Regions from separate parts of the Sus scrofa genome. Here region 1 is linked to region 2. A link is a contact called in public Hi-C data. All regions are on one chromosome and are shown on one strand. The core of a region is the stretch at or near the end of the contact, and the rest is flanking DNA. Distances in the headings are between cores, read along the strand shown.

Region 1 (3,817 bases), core at 377-2,876, 320 kb before region 2:
CTCCTCACCTTCTCCCACGCCCCGCCCCTTCTTCTGGGCGCCGCCTTTATACTACACCACAGCCTGGTCCACCGGACTCTCAGGCTCCCGCAGTCCAAGGACTGTTATATCTAAACAGTTCTGGTCTCGAGCCTAGGCCGGATTACCTGGGGCGTTGGGTGAGCTCCGCGAGCCCTGGACTCGGCCCTATTTGCTTGACCACGCCCCCATCTGCTGACCTCACCCAGGAGCCGGGCCCTCTATTGGATAGTCACGCCCTTAAGGGAAGAGCCACGCCCTTAAGGGAAGAGCCACACCCTTTAAGCCAAAGCCCAGCGTACTTTTCAAGCACACACCCCCATAGTCAGACCACGCCCCTGTCCGTTGACCTTGGCCTTGGAGACCCAGTGTTGCCCGCATTCTCCGATCGTGCCCATCTTGCCGCAGTCTTGCTCCAATTGCAGATGGCCCCGCCCCTGACTTAGAGCCACGCCCGCACACCTAGGCCCCACCTAAGAGCCCCAGATCTTGCCCCTAGTGCCCTCAGTTCCACTAGTCTGCTGATGAAATGCCCTACTCTGAACAGTCCTTCTGATTCGTCCACTGCTTAATTTTCTTTTTATCTGTCTGAGTTTCTCCACATCCCTTCCCATCTTCTCCAGGTTTTGAAAGGATTAACGCGCTCAATAGAAGGCTATGTAGGGACGCTGAACACGGAGCCCTCTTGCTACCACTGAAAAGCTCCGCCCTCTCGGGAAACCCTAAATCCAGTCCCGAGTCCCATCTTCCAAGGAGCCCGGAATCCCGGCTCCCCTCTACCTCAGGACCTCAGAGTCTGGACCCCAGCCCCTCTAGTCCCGAATTTGAACACTTAATCCTCATCTTTAAGGAACCTTTTTTTTTTTTTTTTTAATTTTAAGTGGCATGTGTAAATTCTAGGACCAGGGATCGAACCAGAGCCGCCATAGCAGACAAGGCATGTAGTCAGCCACAGAGGAAGCCCAAAGGGCCTTTTTAAGGGACTCTTATCTCTCTCTTCAGGCACCGAGGCTCTCTCCTGGTCCTGGGACACCAAATACCTCTAGTCCACTATCGCGTGTCCATGAGAGTCTCCATCTCCGTGAACCTCTAATAAACTCCCAGTCGTCTTGCCTTCCACCCTTAACTCTCAGGAAGTCACAAGGAAAGCAATCAATGGGGGGGAAAAATCAATGGAAATCGATAAAAAAAAAATCCAGCCTTATACTTCAATCCTGAAAAATGCACTTGAGGGTTGAACAGGAAAGTTTCTTTTGTTTCTTTTTCCTATCAATCGTTCCCGCACACACACAGCTGGGTAAAGCCAGGTGTCCAGGCCTCCAGACCCTTCCTCTCTAGACCCAGGAATCTTGGCCCCCAGTCCCCCCTCCCTCAGATCCAGGTTTCCTGGCCCCCATCAATCCTCCCTCAGACCCCTGAATCCAGACGCCCAAGACCCCTCCTCTCTCAGGGATCCTTCTAAGCACCAGAATCTGGACGTTCTCACCAGGCCCCAGCTAGACTTCACCTTTTTTTGCCAAAGCAAAAATCTTCCCCTAAATTGTCACCGTCGGATCCCCCTTCCCGCTGTCCGGCGCCCGGACCCGCCCCCCCTCCGGTCCCTCCCACTTTTCCCAAACAAAGCTCCCGGGCAACTTTCTCCCTCGCAGCGCCCCGCCCGCCCGCGGCTCCCCAGCCCCAGGCCGGGAGGTAGGAAGGCGCCGGCGGGAGTCGGGGATTCTGCATTTGGGTGTGTGAGTTGGGGTGGGCAATTATGCGTTACGCTTTGAGGTGTTTGTGGGCCCATCTCTGAACTGCTGGCCGCCCTCTTCTTTACCGGGGGTGGGCCCGAGGGTGCGCTCGTGACCGAGGCTAAGTGTGGAGTTGGAACTTTCGCCACACTCGGGGTGTTTGCTGATGGGTCTGAGTTTGAGACTGTGCGCCTGGGAATGGGTGAGGGCTGGGGACTCTGGCGGGTGTGTGCGCCTGAGTGTGAGTGTCTGTGGAGGTGTCGGTTTCACGTGAGAAAGGACCCCGGGCTTGTTTCTGACCGAATTGGTTTGTGTGTGTCATTTGTGGGCGCCTGGTCCTCCTCGTGGAGAACGGAGGCCTCCTGGGTGGCCGAAGGTGGGCTACGGGGCTTTCTGGATCTTCAGTCTTGTCGCTTTGGAGGTTTGGGGCCTGGGGAGGGGAGTTAGGGGGGACTTTTCTGACTCGGCTCCTCCGTCCCTTTGTCTGGCCACATGGGGGAGAGCTGGGCTGGGGTTTTGGCCTACGGGGGTCCTGACCGCCGCAGCGCCACTGGGCTCGGCCTGGGGTCTTTGTCTATCTCGGCCGGGGCTCCGGGGTCCAAGGGAGGAGGGGGATGGGGGCCTGGACTCTGGGGTCCTGGGAAAGCTGTGGAAGACGTGGAGCCGCCAGGGAGGCGGGATCTGACTGTATTGGAAAAAGTTTTCCCCCCGTTCCCGGCCTCCGGAAAGTCACTGGGAACTTGAGTTGGATCTGAGCCCACAGTGCCGGGGGCGGGGGATGGGGGGGAGGGGAACGGGGGAAGGGGCGGGGCTGGGGCCGGAGGGGAGGTGCCCTCGCCGGCCAGCCCCTCCCCTGATGGGGGTTGTGGGAAACTGGGGGAGGGGACGCCTGGGCCCTTTGTTCTGGCGCTCCTGATGGCAGAGCGCCCCCGCCCCCCAGTCTGTGGTGCTGTGGGTCTTTCCTGGTCTTGGCTGGAGTTTCTTCCCTGAGTCTGTCCCTCTCTCTCTGGGTCTCTGTCCCCTACTCTCTGGGACTCTGTCCTCTCTCTCTCTCTCTCTGAGTCGCTGTTCCTCTCTCTCTGGATCGCCCCTCAGCCTTACTCGGGCCTGGGCCCCTCCTTCTTTTCTGGCAGCTGCTGCTCACATCCTAGCACCTGTTCTGGGGGAGGGACTGAGCAGATTTCACCCACACCCCCCCTTCCCCTCAACTAGGCCCTGACGCCTGTCTTCTTTAAACCAGTAATCCATACCCAAAGTTTCAGCCCTCGTGGGCCCTAGGCATTCCTCCGGGGTCTTAAGACTTCATCACAACCCCGGCTCCCTTGAAAACACAGAGGATAATGTTCTCACCCTAAGCTTCCCCAGAAATCCAGCCAACTTTCTCCCCTAGGACCTAAAAGTCAAGGCCCCCCCCAGGCTCTTGCTTCCCTCAGACCTGGGAGTTCGGCTTCCAGCCCCCTCCTTTCTCAGATCCAGGGGTCCAGGCTCCCAGTCCCCTCCTCCCTCAGGCCCCAGGATCTGGGTACCCCTGCCTCCTCCCTCGGACCCAGCTCTCTGCACCCCCAGCCCTCCCAGCCCTGAGGTCCCTCTGGGTGGGTTGTGGGAACCTTGGTGACCTCTGTGTTCCTCCAGGCCCAGATGGGGGAACCCCGGGCTGGGGCCCCCCTGGACGATGGCAGCGGCTGGACAGGAAGTGAGGAAGGAAGTGAAGAGGGCACTGGTGGCAGTGAGGGGGCTGGGGGAGATGGGGGCCCAGACGCCGAGGGTGTCTGGAGTCCAGACATCGAGCAGAGCTTCCAGGAGGCCCTGGCCATCTACCCACCCTGTGGTCGGCGGAAAATCATCCTGTCGGATGAAGGCAAGATGTATGGTGAGTTCATCCTCTCTTTTTGCCTTGGCCCCCGCTGGTTAATACAAATATTAGATAACAGGAGTTCCCTGGTGATTCGACGGATTAAGGATCAGGTGTTGTCACTGCAGCAGCTCAGGTCACTGCTGTGGTGTGATTCTAACCTCTGGCCCTGGGAACTTCCATATGCTATGGGTGTGGCTCCCCAATAAATTAAGCA
Region 2 (3,936 bases), core at 807-3,306:
AGTCAAGTTAACAAGAAAAAAAGGGGAATTTTTTTGGAGCCCAGCAGGATTATTACCTGGGAGATAGACTCTCAGAAAGCTCTGAGATGAGTTCCTGTCGTGGCTCAGCGGGTTAAGAACCTGACATAGTGTCCGTGAGGATGTGATTTGAGCCCTGGCCTCGTTCAGTGGATTGGGGAATCTGGCCTGGCCACAAGCTGCAGTGTGGGTTGCAGATTCGGTTTAGATCTGGCATTGCTGTGGCTGTGGCATAGACTGGCAGCTGCAGCTCCCATTTGATCCCTAGCCTGAGAACTTCCATATGCTGTGGGTGTGGCCATTAAAAAAAAAAAAAAAAAAGCTGAGAATTGTCCTGTCTGTTAGAAGTCGAAGGTACAGTCATAGACATTTTCCAGACAAAGGATCTTACATAAAAATGACATTTGCGGAGTTCCCATCGTGGCGCAGTGGTTAACGAATCCGACTAGGAACCATGAGGTTGTGGGTTCGGTCCCTGCCCTTGCTCAGTGGGTTAACGATCCGGCGTTGCCGTGAGCTGTGGTGTAGGTTGCAGACGCGGCTCGGATCCCGCGTGGCTGTGGCTCTGGCGTAGGCCGGTGGCTACAGCTCTGATTCAACCCCTAGCCTGGGAACCTCCATATGCCGCGGGAGCGGCCCAAGAAATAGCAACAACAACAACAACAACAACAAAAAGACAAAAGACAAAAAAGACAAAAAAAAAAAAAAAAAGACATTTGCCATGTTTGGGGGGGGGCAATTTTCTCTCTTCGCTAAGCTCCTTCACTTCATCCTCAAAATGAGGACGTGAGGGCTTCCTGGGGGAGGAATTCTAATGCTCCAATTCCTTTGCAGCCTGCCCTGGGACACTCAGGAGCCAGAAATGGCTCAGAAGCTCTGGGTCCTGGAGCAGGTAAGGAATTGGAGATCCAAACTAGAAGCAAGAAAGTCAACAAAAGGGTGAGGAGTAGCATTAAGTATTAATGTCTCCTGAGTACTCTTGAGTACCAGGGTATGGATGGCAGAACATTTCAGAGACGCTTGAATTCCTGGGGAATGAGAAAGCCCTAGTTCACAGCGGTTCCACCGTTGCTGTCAAACTCTGCTCCTCTGTCGGGAAGTTTTCGGGCAATTGGACTACAGATCCCATAATGCACGCAGACTTAAAAAGAGGGTCTCGCCCTGTTCAAAATCCTTTAGAGCCATATGCTAGGGACTACAACTCCCAGAAGGACACGCTCTGCACCGTGGTCCTCACCTTACAGGCAAATTATTCAAGGCCACCCCTGCATCTTCTTTTTTCTAGTCCGAGGAACACGACCCCTTATTTACCAACATCTGAGGGTCACCGGGAGCGAGTTCTCAGCCTCTCTCAAGCCTTGGCTGCTGAGGCGTCACAGTGGCACCGAATGATGACAGGTGAGAATGGGCTGGGGACCTTGGGCTCCTGGGTGTTAGGGAAGAGGGAGTCTGGAGGCCCGGAATCCTAGGTCCTGGTGGGGAGGGGGGTCCGACGACCGCCAGAAACCCTCTGCCTTGGTAAAGAAAGAGCTGGACAGGGCTTGGGGGTTCCAGACCCCAGTAGGAGGGGACTGGATCCCAGGACTGCCGTGTCTGGGGAGGAGAGGACGGGGAGCCTGGACTCCTAGGTTTGAGAGGAAAGTCCTGGGTGTCGGGACTTCTGGGTCCCAAAGTTTGCCATTCTCGTTCTCCGTCCGTCCTCTCCAGGTGGCAGTTTGGACTCTCGAGGAGACCCTCTTCCCCCTGCGTCGCCACCTCCGTCAGATCCCACGCCCTGCGTGTCCTCGCCCCCAAGATCTCCTCCAGTGGCCAGTTCCCACTCCACGGGGTTCTCCCACCGAGGGACTGGGCGCGACGCAGGCCCGGCCTCTTGGGAGCCGACCTGGGATTCCGGGACCGCCCCTCCCGCGCTAACCCCAGACGAGGAGGCGTGGCCTCTGAGAGTCACGCTGCTACAGTCCAGCTTCTGACCCGCCCAAGCAGGGCAGCCAATCAGAGCTGGAGGGCGTGTCCCGGAGGTACTTCCGGGACAGATGGAGCCTCTTCCCTCACCTGAGGGCGTGATCTGGTCCCCTCCCGGTGGCCGAGGAGTGGCTACTTTGGCCAAAGTTTGATTTTCCCAATACTTGTCCAAATTTGGATTAAAACATTGAACTCTTAGTCGATAACTTTCTGTCTGTTTGGAGTTGTGACACCGGTGTCTCGAAGAGGTAGAGCTGGAGTGGTGAACTCCTGGGTCCCGCGGGAGGAGGGGACAGCGGACTCAGCTTTGTGTGTCAGAGGAACGGGGGGAGCTCGAGGTCTGGATTACTGAGTCTGAGGGAGGAGGGGGCCGGCGACCTGGATTCCTGGGTCTGAAGGAAGAGAGGACCCGGGACCTGGACTTTGGAGTCCAAGGTCCGGCAGAGGGGGCCGGACTCCAGGAATCCCGAGTTTGAGGGTTGGGGGACCGGCCTCCTGGGTCTGAGGGAGGAGGGGGCTGGGGCCAAGTTCCAGGCTTCTGGCTTTCCTGGCAACGCCCCCGGGGCCGGGCTTCAGGATCCAGCCCCTATTTATGGTTCGACCCCAAGACCTCACCGGACTTCAGAGGGGGATAGAAGCCTCGAGTGAGTGTGAGTGAGTGGCCGAAGGAGACCTTCTGACGCGGGATGGCAACGGGAACGCGCTATGCCGGGAAGGTGGTAATCGTGACGGGGGGCGGGCGCGGCATCGGAGCTGGGATCGTCCGAGCCTTCGGTGAGTGGGGTCTGGTCGGCTCTGAACAGTGGAGTCTGGGAGCGGAGGGACCCGGGGGCTAATGGGTGTGGGACGAAGTATCTTCTGTACTGGAATCTAGATTCTTGTCTCGTAAAATCCAATTTGCAAAGTTAACGAAGGGAAGGCAGAGGTGGCCTGGGGCCTGAGATTGCGGCGGATTTTCAAATGCCATTGACTCCCTTTCTCTGGGTCTCAGCTATTGCTACAGAATGGGGGGCCGGGGGTGGTGGTTGAAGGAATATGTCTTTTGGAGGTTTAGGGTTTACTCTAGAACCCAGGGATGGAGACTCAGGAGCCCCAGAAGTCACCTGGAATAGCCAAGGAGAAGGCTAGGCTTCTGCCTTTTGCCCTACGGGATCATCATGAGACTTTGGGGTCACGAGGGGAACAGAGCTGGGGCGGTGGTGGGGGGGGAACGGCCCTGTTCCGGGTGGCCACAGAGGGCAGCAGAGATCTTCACCAAGGTCTCTGCAGGGCTAACCTATTCCCTGTCTATTCGCAGTGGAAAGTGGCGCCCAGGTGGTGATCTGTGACAAAGACGGTGAGTGAGGGTCCCCCAGTCCTCAGCCCACTGCCTCCTCCCTTAGATTCAAGAAGAATACAGGCCCCAGCACCCTCCTCCCTCAGACCCAGGATCCAGCCCCAGCCCTCCTCCCTCAGACCCAGGATCCTGGGCCCCCAGCCCCTCCTCTCTGAGACCCAGGCTCCAGCCCCCAGCCCTTCTCTTCCTGCAGAGTCCACTGGTCGGACCCTGGAGCAGGAGCTGCCTGGGTCTGTCTTTGTCCTCTGTGACGTGACTCAAGAGGATGATGTGAAGGTGAGCGCGTAGTTTCTGTCCCTCCCCGTCCCCCTCAATCTCCAATCGTTCTCTCTCTCCCTTCACCCCGGGCTTTGCACATGCTATTCCCTCTACCCTTCCCCATCTCCTGGCTAAATGACACCTGCCCCCAGAGTCTCAGCTCAGTTTCATCGCAAAGCTTTCCTAACTCGGCTGGCCACGTCCTGTGTCTGCCGAGAAGATTCTCCTCTATCTCCCAGGCCTTCAAGGCCCCTGGTCCCTCCTGTCACATGATCTGGATCCAGTAAGAGTTCTCCTTCTCCCAGGGTTTCTCCCCTTCCCTTCATCTGCTCCCCCATCCCCCACCCTCCTGGGTCTCTGGA

The links. A called contact is a pair of places that touch in the nucleus more often than the background predicts.
Region 1: a Hi-C map of heart right ventricle shows a contact between it and region 2, with 2.1 times the contacts expected there. The contact joins the promoter of TEAD2 here to the promoter of HSD17B14 in region 2. A contact is called at or near these places in 3 of 47 Hi-C or Micro-C datasets (blood, fetal heart ventricle and heart right ventricle).

What each region holds. Positions count from the first base shown.
Region 1 is chr6:54,460,134-54,463,950 of Sscrofa11.1, reverse strand. It overlaps TEAD2 (transcriptional enhancer factor TEF-4), which reads left to right and starts at 1,626. Exons shown (of 12, transcript XM_021094725.1): 1 at 1,626-1,707; 2 at 3,381-3,618. The coding sequence starts at 3,387. It overlaps DKKL1 (dickkopf-like protein 1), which reads right to left and starts at 1,584. Exons shown (of 5, transcript XM_021094734.1): 1 at 1,526-1,584.
Region 2 is chr6:54,142,263-54,146,198 of Sscrofa11.1, reverse strand. It overlaps HSD17B14 (17-beta-hydroxysteroid dehydrogenase 14), which reads left to right and starts at 2,056. Exons shown (of 10, transcript XM_021094705.1): 1 at 2,056-2,228; 2 at 2,589-2,754; 3 at 3,278-3,316; 4 at 3,510-3,592. The coding sequence starts at 2,667. PLEKHA4 (pleckstrin homology domain-containing family A member 4) reads left to right here. Exons shown (of 21, transcript XM_013998606.2): 18 at 853-871; 19 at 874-910; 20 at 1,304-1,416; 21 at 1,726-2,183. The coding sequence ends at 1,988.